4 separate regions of the Gossypium hirsutum genome follow, and all the other regions are linked to region 2. A link is a contact called in public Hi-C data. All regions are on one chromosome and are shown on one strand. Each heading gives the region's core, a stretch centred on a gene start, on an enhancer-like site or on the middle of the called end of the contact. The rest is flanking DNA. Distances are from core to core; before and after follow the strand shown.

Region 1 (2,700 bases), core at 183-2,682, 94 kb before region 2:
GTAAAAGTTTTATTTTGAGTTTTTCAAAACTTACGCAATACCTTTATCGTTAACTCTCTATTTTTTCAGTTTTATTTTATTTTTAATTTTAACTGTAACGTTTTATTTTTCTTTAAAATTTCTATTTTAAATTATGTCAAATAAGAATTCAACAATTAAATTAATGATTTTAATAATAAAGAACTTGATTGATGCAATATCAATATCATTTTGCACTTTAAAAACTAATTTAAGATAAAAATCACAATTTAGCAACGTTCTTATATATAATATATTTTAGTGTAAACACTTGGCCAACATCTTGGGTTGTATATAAGTCTGTTGAGCGGTGGATGACAACTACGGAAAAGGGTTTTTGATTATGAAGCTGACGGTCACAGCTCCAATCATAATAACACCAATGTAACTGTATGTATGTATGTAAAGTTAAGACAAGTTTATATATTTATGTCATGATTATACTAAATGATACTGATAGCTTTGGTAGGAAAATGAAAGATGGGGTGGGTATTGGCCAAAATTTTAAGGAAAAAATGAAAAATAACTTTTGTTGCTACAGTAGATTGTCATGGTTTTTGTTCTACTTTTAGTGGACCAAAGCTCCAAGGTTTACTGTTTGGCTGAAAGTACAGGAGGAGCAGAACTAGGAGGCTGATGGAATCTTTCACAAAAACCAAACAAAAATTCAATGGCCTTATTTCAAAGACAGATTGTAAGGTGCATCACAAATGAAAAAAGAAGAAATGACTTTGAGTTGGTATCTCTCTTTTATATAGCGTACAACTGTATGTAATTAATACAAATATATTTGTAATGTATAAAACCAGTGCAGGGAAGTGTTGAGGGGACAAAATTGGGTTATACTTGTTTAGGTACCATGAGATATTTCCACTTTGTAAATTCATTAGGTTTCATGAAAAAGTAATGAAACAAAACTTTATTAAGAGATAATACTTGAATTGTATGATGTAAATCTCAATCTTTAAGATTCACGAGAGAGCCAAAGCAGATTAAGTTTGTGATAATATGTGATTCAACCAACGAAATGAAAGTCGTAAAGGAAGTGTTGGAAATTTTTGTTGAAAGATGATTGGAAAAGAACAGTACAGCGACAACGTTGAAATATCTTGTGAATGTGATATTAGACAATGACTCTTAGTTGCAACATATTTCAACGCCCTTTATCATAAGAGCCTACATATATATTAATAGGCAGTAGAAATCATGCAAATTAACTTTATCCTTACCGACTTAAACATCACCATCTTAATAATTCAAAGGCTCTACATTTTTCAAATGCTTTTGGTCATAAATAAATATATATATAATTCTCCGTTTAAATGCATTAAAATTCTTTATGTGAGGCTGAAAGCTAGCGAAGTTGATGACATGGGGGCCCCTCTATGGAATTGAAACGGATCAGTGAAATGATAGCTTTGAGAGGTTTCAAAGATTCTTTGCTTCTTTTCTCGCTTCTATTTTTTTTCCATCTCTACGGTAACGTTGAAATTAAGAACAGTTTGTTGATCACACACACACACACACACACACATGGGTTAATTGCACCAATGTTCTCAAATTAAAACTTAGATTTTAATTTGGTCCTAAATTTCAAAACGTTTTGGTTGAATTATTAAAGTCAATATTGTATCACTTTTATTATGGTTGAAGTATTATTTTTTGGGTAAACTATCCCATTAGTCACCCAATTTAATCTCCTTATAAAATTTCAATTTTTTTATGTTTCTAAATTAAAAATAAACTCAAATAACTCATCTTTAATATCTGTCTATGAAACACAAATTTCTTTTGATTTTATAATCTTGAATCTTTCATGCTAAGTTAAAAGTAAAAGAAAAATCCTTATCAAAACTCATAATTGTTTACATCACTTCTTTACCTAAACCAAGACCAAGCAATTAATTTAATTAATTGTAAGAATTTTTCATTTGCTTTTAACTTAGCATGGAAGAATCAATATTATAAAATCAAAAGAAATTTAAGTTTCATAGGAAATTAATAAATATGAGTTATTTAAGTTGATTTCATTAAGAATAATTTAGAAACATAAAATAAAATTTTAAAATTTAGGAGATTAAATTAATTAATTTCAACATTCTAGTAACAAATCGTTTGACATAATCAAGGGATAAAAAATTTTCAACTTTTTAAAAAAAAAATTATTTTGATGTTTTGAAATTTAAAATGTCAATGTTAAAAAAAGAAAGAATTTTAGAATTTTCAGCCGTAGATAAACAGGTAAAATTTTACAATTTTTGAGTATTATTTTAGTTTTTACCACTTTTCACTTTAATCCTGGATTTTTTTACCTCAACCGTACTTAAAAAAAGATATTTTTGAGTGACCAAAATGAAATCAACCTAGAAGTTGGGTGACCAAAATGAAAGTGTAAACATGATGTGGCATGTATAGCTAATCGTCATTAGAGATTTAATGCTTGGGTGACTGATAAGGGAGTGACCAGAAGAAGGATCGTACTCAAGTTGTTCGACTCGAAAAAGAAAGATTTGGATCTGACTTGAAAGAAGAAATAGAAAAATTTAGAAATTAAAGAAAACGAAAACACTAAAAGAAGAAATTTAAGAACTAAGAATAAATATTCAAAATAATAAATAAATAAATAAAATTTAAAAGAGAAAGATGGATCGAATAAACCGATGGATATGATGGATAAAAGGA
Region 2 (2,726 bases), core at 50-2,549:
ATAAAGTTGATATTCGCATAAATAAACTATAATGAGATAGATGATATGATGTGCAGTGCAAATTATAAAAATAATTATAACTTGTAAAACATCAAAAGTATTATTTGAATTTATCAAAATCCATAAGACTAATTCAAATTCGAAAAAAATCTAAATTTAAAAAAAAATTAAACCCAAAAGAGATCGAGCATAAAAAAAATCTGAGTCTTTAAAACTTTGAGCTTTCAAAAAAAAAAACAGAGCTAGAGTTAATCTGAGCCCAAAAAAATTGAAGAATAAAAAGATTTGAATCCTAAAACAACTCAATTTGAGGTCGACTGAACTCGCCCGCTTGCTATCTGTACTGAAAAGTTGCTTGAACCACTTCTAATGCATTCTATCAGTAGGTTATTAACGAAAAAAAAAGTGTCCGTTTTCTTCATGGAAATATTTGATGTACTAAAAATATCTATTATTCTATACACTGTTAGAGAGTCAAATGATGGTGAGTTATTAAAAATAAATTAAGCGAACAATTGTTTTTTAAATATTAATAAATACAAATCAAATTTTAAAAACATCAAATCTATATTAAAAATTACATCCTTAAAATATTTTGAAGAACTTTACAAATGAAACAAAATCCCCCAACATGTGTGGTTTCCTATAAAGAATAGTAAAACAAACCCAATTATCATCTAAGAGAAGAAAAAAGTTAAGAAAATACAATAAAATCAATGAGTGAGTGAGTGACATTGAAAGAAAAATAATCAGTAACAAGACAAAGACCATAAAAAGGGAGTAAGAAATGGGGCCAAAATTTTTGGGTTGGAAGAAGAACAAGAAGCTTCTTCAAACCTCACAGCTATACAATGGGGTGAACAATAGATATCATTTCTCGTACAAATAAATCTATACAGATACAGAAAACGCGTGCAAATATCAAATAAAAAGATGGGAGAAATGGGCTTCAAGATTTTGGTGTCTGATATGGGATTTTGTGTGGGGTTCCAACTATTTCCATCATAATATACATTTGTAAGAGATGGGAAATTTGTTTCTTCAGATTCATGTATTTTTATATGCATGTATATAGAGATCTAAGATGATTCATTAGAAAAAAAAAACTTCATTTCTGATTTTTTTTTTGCAATTATTTGATGTCTAGAAAAGTGAAATTGTCCACTACGAAAATGCACAAAAATTGCTATCAACATGGTGGGTTTTGGGTTTTTCTTTTTCTTTTTTTGAAAGTGAAGATATATACATACAAAATATATATATGAGAACTGTATGAAATTATTGGTAACATAATGTACCCCATTTGTATGGGTGATGTCATTTGCTATTTTGGTTGTATTGTTCTTTTTTGAAAGGGAAAGAAGATAAGTACTATTGATAAAAAAAAGTATGTTTTGTCTTTAATTTAAAGCCTCACCTTTTTTTTTACTTATTGTTACTTTATTTACTTATATATATATTGTGTTGGGTAAATTATATCTGATTATCAGCTTGAATTTGTGTATGTTTGTGTGGAATATTTCATAGTTAACGTTTTGTCTGATGTACAACATTAATTTCATACTAATAAATATGGAAAATAAAAAAAAAGAATTATATAATTTTAGACTTATTGAAGATTCAGGTTATTAAGTTAGGAAAAGAATTTAAAATTAAATTTATAAAAAAAAATTAGACCCGTTTAAAATATGAGTCAAATTTAAGTAAAATTTTTAAATAGTACTAAACTTGGTATTAATTTTATTGATTAAAAAAATTATAGTTAAAATTTAAATTTAGTAGATTGGCAAAAATTATTACATATAATGACCCTACAAATTTCACAATCCTATACGACAACAGGAACACTTAAATAAATAAATAAATAAATAAATACTCTAAATAAATAAACAACGAAAGGAAAATACAATGCGTATTGTATAATTGATATTATGAGATTTATGCATGTAATACTCAAATGTTATTTAAATAATTTTTTTATTAAATTACTTAAAAATGTCAAAAAAATTTTATCAGAAATGATCAATTTTTGAAAAATTTATGGGAGTAGATTGATTTTACAAAAGCACTTCTAACTAAAAGCGTTGTGGCAACACAAATATTTTTTTTTATTTCTTGATGTCACTTATTAATGTAAAAATAAAACTTATAAAATATGTCTTTATATAGACTCATAGTCTTATTTTTCTTGTTTTTTTAAGCGATGTGAAATTTGGGATATGTGTATATATAGACTCATAATCCATTTGCAGTTTTTTCCTAAACAATGTGGGATTACTTACACTTTTACCAACACCTTTTTATCATGTTTGGAGCTGTGAATAAAACAAGAGAGAAATGTGAAGATGTGTGTGAGAGATATTATTAAATAATAATTCAATTCAATTTAATTTTTTTAATATTATTAAAAATGTCATGTATCAACTCTTAATTAGTTGAAAGAATTTTTCCAGGCCATAATAGTTATAAAATTATAGTTTAGATCGTCTTTTGAAAAAAAATTAAACACCTAACAAAAAATTATATAATCTGAAGGTTGTTTATTCCAATTTTTTTATACAACAATATTATAAAATATAACTCAAAAGATGATGATAATAATAATAATAATAATAATAATAATAATAATAATAATAATAATAATAATAATAATAATAATAATAATAATAAAAGATACCAAATAAACATGACTATAGTGATAATTACGAGATCATATGATACTTTTT
Region 3 (2,700 bases), core at 84-2,583, 72 kb before region 2:
ATTTCATTCTTTAAATCTTCAGTTATACTTACCAATTCAAATCAACTTCTGATCCTTGTGGAGACGATACTCTCTCATCATTATATTACTTGAATCGACATGTACACTTGTACATTTACGTTATTTACACGCAACAATAACACTACACCACACTTCTAAGTACCTCACCAATACCATTTTCTCTTAAAAGAGGTCACTTTATAACCTTCCCTTTAATGGGGGAACAATTGTTGGATGTACTTCACTAGGCTATATCTCGCTGAAGAAAAAGGCTACGCCAAGTCAGCAGGCCTCTCCAAGCTCACCAACAAGATTATTGTTACTTGTCGCACATATACCCAATAATCATGCCTCATCAAATCACATCATCAACCTAATGAGAAAGAACTGGACTATAAGACTTTATTAACAACCCACCAATCAAGAGATAGCATGTAATCTATAAATGTTGCTTTTAAATTCCTCTAATCTTAGTTCTCATCTTCTTCAACCTTGAGAATCTTCTTTATGACTCTCGGCCAATGAACCATTCCACAAATCTCCTTCCCTTTCATTCCATAAAAAAAGAAAAGGAAATAGCTTAATAAATAAATCCAATTGTGCGATTATATTTATGTTTATAATTTCCAAACGGTCATACAAGTAAAGTCTATAAACGGAGCCAGCCAAGAACAACGTAATATGATTAAAACATGAAATTCCTTCATTAATTATCTACCTAAACCCTTAATATTTTTAAAAGTAACACCTGGTTTTTAGACACGACAGTTAACAAAGAGTCACAGTAAAATTTTCTTTCAAATACCAAAAAAAAAAACGATATTTCATTGTATAGATCTAATCAACCCCCCAAAAAAAAGAGAAAGAGAAAAGGAGTACCCAAAGGAAATAGAATCAATCAATACATGGGGGACCATCCCCATATTTTATATACATATAATAGTCATAGATATTTTAATTTTGATAAGCTCTTGTGGGGACTTATTACTGACCAATATGCATGGCAGTAGACATTTTAATGAAGGCTTGATAAATAATCATATATAAGTAAATTTTTGTATATATATATTTATGATCCCATCGTTCCCTCCCCTTTTGTTTTTAGCTAGATATCTTCTTCCATTATTAATTTCCACGCCACTTGGACGTTGCTACGATGTAATGCACTCCAAGCAGGCATATCTCGACAACTCATCCACATAAAAGATAGTTATCTATAAATATATAAAGGAATTTAAAAGAATTTAGATTCATGGAAACGGTGATGGATTGATGGGGTCATATCGAAGGAGATGCAATTTCTTCTTTATCTTTCTTTTTTTTTTATTGAAAGTGTGAGGTATCGCTGTCGACTATAGTTATGAGTTCTGGTCCAGAGTCCATTTCCATATTTAACAGCAAGGCATTAAAATATATGTCCTTAGGGAAGGGGAGAGAAGGGTTTTTAATGCTTTATTAGGAGTTGTCATGCAAGTTTGTGAAGTTGATATCTATTGTCTCTAGCTATGCTTTTGTACCCCTTAAGGCTATTGCCAAGTATGTGCCATCAAATGAATCAAACCTACCCAATGATTTAAAAAAAAATTGCCCCCAATGCCACGGTAAAATTCGACAATTAAATGTGGATGCTAAAAATCAAAATTGAGCTGTCAATTTAACTTACATATATTCAAGTATTTAAATAATATTAATATCTAATTCAATTTTTAAATAACTCTTACCTTTAATCCTTGTAACAAAATTACTAAAACAAAAATTATTAAGTTAATTTGTATCCCTTTTACAGTTTGTCTTTGGCTATAAATCTAGCCAAGATTTATTGTCCTTTACCATCCTCTACTGGAAACCCCACCAAACACACACCTCGTGAAGGTCTCTACTAGACAATGAGAAAAGACCTTTCCTAATTATTCACCACCATGTAGGTTGAATACTTTGGCAAGATGGCATGTCACTTAAGAAGCACATAGAAGCAAACATGTCCACAATAACCCTTGACTCGTCCCATGAATGTCCAGAAGATACCTATATAAAGGCACTTATATATATTGTTGATATAGGCTACAACAAGGGAGGAGAGTAAGGAGTAAATGGTGGTTCTATAGAGGCTGGTTCACCTATAGAGATGGAGAGCCATAAAGGAACAAGAGGACAGGCTGATTGTTGAGAGAGAGTATTTGGGTAGAGTAAATTAGGGGCTATAAAATTGATCCCTTCTTCATACTTGGAAGAGTATTTGAGAGGTTCTCTTGTGCACTAGCTAGACGTGGCAGGATAAATACTCAGTTCAAACAATTGTGTAAATGATATTCATAGTGGGGCCTATCTTGTTATTTATTCGATTAGTACAAGGTTGTTATGACCAAGTGGGCCCCTCATTATCTTGAGAATGTTTTCACACTTAGGGGTGTTTACACCTAAAAGAAGAGTTGTAATGACTCGGTTTCTAGTGGTACTAGAAACTGCGGTTTTGGAACCTCGTTTCTATAAACCAACTCCGTAAATATAAAATAGGAATATTTATGGAGTTATTGTATAAACAAATTGAAATTTAGATAGGTAATTTAGCTAAAATTATGCTTAATGAAAGCCTAGCGACTAAATTATAAAAATTTAATTGCTATAGATTTTTAATTAGGAATAAGCTTGGGGGCTTAAATAGAAATTATGCCAAGAACCAAAATGGATAATAAACTACTT
Region 4 (2,700 bases), core at 103-2,602, 120 kb before region 2:
CATAAAATTAAAAATTAAAAAAAAATCATGTCAACATAATAAATTGAAAGGAGTGTTTTTTAGAGAAAAAAATAGATCTAACATTTTACCAAATAATGATATTACAAAAGTAAAAAATCAAATTATGTTAAATTAAATTATATTAATTAAATCACTAATAAAATTTAAATTTCATGATAAAGTTACAGTTATAAAATTTTGAATTTTTAAATTTAAGTCTCACGTATATAAATATATGAGATCTTGTTAAATTAATTATTTAATTCAATGCTTATAATAGTTGTTTCTATTGGATGGGTTATAACTTCAAAATAAAAATAGAAACATAGTATAAACATGGAAAAATAGGAAGTTGGATAATGAGGACTAATTTTGATGGTTGTAAGATAGTGATAAAAAATGGTAAAAAAAAACAGTACCATATCTAATGGAGTAAGGTCGTTTTAACTGGACATTCACATGGGTCTAATTTGATTTGTCTCCTATGCAACACCAATCCGACAATAGGATTATATGGCTATCTGCTAGACCGTAAAACTAGCTGACATTATTATTATAGAAACCTATGCATATTTTTACGTTGTTCAAGATATTTGCTCAGTGACACATTCAAGTTGACGCCTGCCTTTTACAAACAAACACGAGATTTTACTTTTTATTTAGAAAAAAAGATTAAGTTGTAGTCGTAAATCAAATCAAAATACTTGTGATTATATATAATGAAAAATTGTATTGAGAGATGTAGTTGTGTTTCTTGTTGATAGTTCGTATATGAAATAGAAACTTGAAATGTAATATTAAGGTTGTAGTGATGGGAGTATAATTTGATTTTTTGTAATGTTAGTAAGCTGCTACTTGTTAGTGTTAAATGGATGATATGGTTTCTTAACATTGTTTTTATTTTTTTAAAAGGTCGTGGCATCACTTCAAGAGCATAGTAAATAATATTATCAAACTGACAAATATCAATAATAGAATCTTTATATTATATTTAATTTAAAATTTTAGTTTTTATATTTTCTGACATAATTTAATTCTATTATTGTTAATGTTTTGTCTTAATACAAAAAACAACAACCTACAACTATATCAAAAACCCAAAACGTAGAAATATGCAATTAGTAATTTCTCACTAGTTCTTTTTATTAGTTTATTATGCTAAAATTTTAATTTTTTTTAAATTTAATTTAATATAATTTAATCCCTCTATTTTTATTACTAATATATATATATATAATTTCACTAACATCAACGTCGTGAAAAAAGTGATGTGATTCTTATGATCGGACGGCTAACAGTCCAAAGCAAGAAGTATGTGGATGTTGTTGGGCCTTATCTTGGGCCCACCGCACATGTGGCCGCGTAGGCCCTTTTCTTTCGGTTTGATAGAAGTCAACTGTCTGTTTGAGGGCCCAATTGCAAACTTCTCAAAAACTTTCGATACCGACGAAATTTATTTAAACATTTTGTCTTGCCTTCTACTATATATATATATTCATCATCGACATTTCCCCAAAATGGAAGACCACCAATTTGCCGAATGGCCCATCTTGAATAAAATTTATCTACTTATGTAAAGGTGTTCATGGTCAAGTCATATTCGGTCCTAATCCATATATGGAATTAACATCATATATAATTGTTCATGTCGGATCCCCATATACGCCTCAAATTTCAAGATAGCCCAAACCCATTTAAGTCGGTTATATTAGTTTGTTCTTTTTTATATTAAATAAATTTTATATTTTAATTTTATTTAAAATTTAAACATGAGCTTAAACATATTTTTAATATTTACATTAAAATATTTTATATATAATTCTCATATGATATAAATTACATACTATATAAAAAATAAAGAAAATAATATATTATACAATTACAAAATAAGTTGGGCCTAGTTTGAGCATTGACTACTAGGGTTCAAGTTTGATCCATATTTTAAATGAATTTATATTTTTCACTTTAGTTAAATTTTTGGATTTAATGTTTTTGACAAAACCCTTCCAATTATTAAGCGAGCTTCAAGCTTGGACAAGTAGCTCAATCCTTAGACATGTCTTAGGACAATAAAAATTATATTCAATTAGAGATAAATGCAAACACCTCCAAAATTATAAAATATGAAAAGTTATTTTATTAATTTTAATCAAGCTTGATATCACGAATTAACTGACACCAATTCAATCATTAAATTTATCAAAAATTTTTCGTGAAATAACTCAATCAAACAATACTTGCATAAGAATAATTATATTATTTAAACTTTTATATTTAAATTTACCTAAACCTTTTCGTCCTCTAAAAATACTAAAATTTTGGTGTTTTTATTCAAATGGCCTAGATTCGAATGCTTCGATTTTTATTTTTAATGCATATATTTTCTTTATTTTTAATCCATATTTTTAATAATAACTTTTTTATTTATATAGATAAACTAATAAATATGTAATATTTTGATATATATATTTTATATATAATTTTTATATGTTAAATATTTATTATTTTCATCTACATTGTAGTATGGTAAATTCTAATATTATAAAATCAAAATATTATTTTATTAAATATATTTTTTATATTTATTTTTCTTCTATGTCATGGTTAATAACTTTTTTATTTAGACAAAATAATAAGTATGTAATTGTATAATAAAAATATATATTATATATCTATGTTAAATATATTTTATTTTTTTTA

The links. Hi-C and Micro-C count contacts between places; a contact is called where the count stands out from the background.
Region 1: a contact with region 2 is called in a Hi-C map of leaf, with 1.9 times the contacts expected there. The contact joins two enhancer-like sites. A contact is called at or near these places in 3 of 34 Hi-C or Micro-C datasets (callus, leaf and petal).
Region 3: a contact with region 2 is called in a Hi-C map of leaf, with 1.6 times the contacts expected there. The contact joins two enhancer-like sites. A contact is called at or near these places in 3 of 34 Hi-C or Micro-C datasets (all in leaf).
Region 4: a Hi-C map of leaf shows a contact between it and region 2, with 1.6 times the contacts expected there. The contact joins two enhancer-like sites. A contact is called at or near these places in 6 of 34 Hi-C or Micro-C datasets (anther, callus, cotyledon and 3 more).

What each region holds. Positions count from the first base shown.
Region 1 is chrD06:20,728,794-20,731,493 of Gossypium_hirsutum_v2.1, forward strand. No RefSeq gene overlaps it. Among protein-coding and RNA genes, the nearest start is that of LOC121218935, 19 kb to the right of the region's middle. Within about 2 kb of position 1,433, at least 2 of the 9 cell types and tissues checked have an H3K27ac peak or open chromatin away from gene starts, as enhancers often do. A contact at or near this core is called in leaf, where this site is marked.
Region 2 is chrD06:20,823,217-20,825,942 of Gossypium_hirsutum_v2.1, forward strand. No RefSeq gene overlaps it. Among protein-coding and RNA genes, the nearest start is that of LOC121218899, 9.2 kb to the right of the region's middle. Within about 2 kb of position 1,300, at least 2 of the 9 cell types and tissues checked have an H3K27ac peak or open chromatin away from gene starts, as enhancers often do. A contact at or near this core is called in leaf, where this site is marked.
Region 3 is chrD06:20,750,993-20,753,692 of Gossypium_hirsutum_v2.1, forward strand. No RefSeq gene overlaps it. Among protein-coding and RNA genes, the nearest start is that of LOC121218935, 3.7 kb to the left of the region's middle. Within about 2 kb of position 1,334, at least 2 of the 9 cell types and tissues checked have an H3K27ac peak or open chromatin away from gene starts, as enhancers often do. A contact at or near this core is called in leaf, where this site is marked.
Region 4 is chrD06:20,704,694-20,707,393 of Gossypium_hirsutum_v2.1, forward strand. No RefSeq gene overlaps it. Among protein-coding and RNA genes, the nearest start is that of LOC121218511, 32 kb to the left of the region's middle. Within about 2 kb of position 1,353, at least 3 of the 9 cell types and tissues checked have an H3K27ac peak or open chromatin away from gene starts, as enhancers often do. A contact at or near this core is called in leaf, where this site is marked.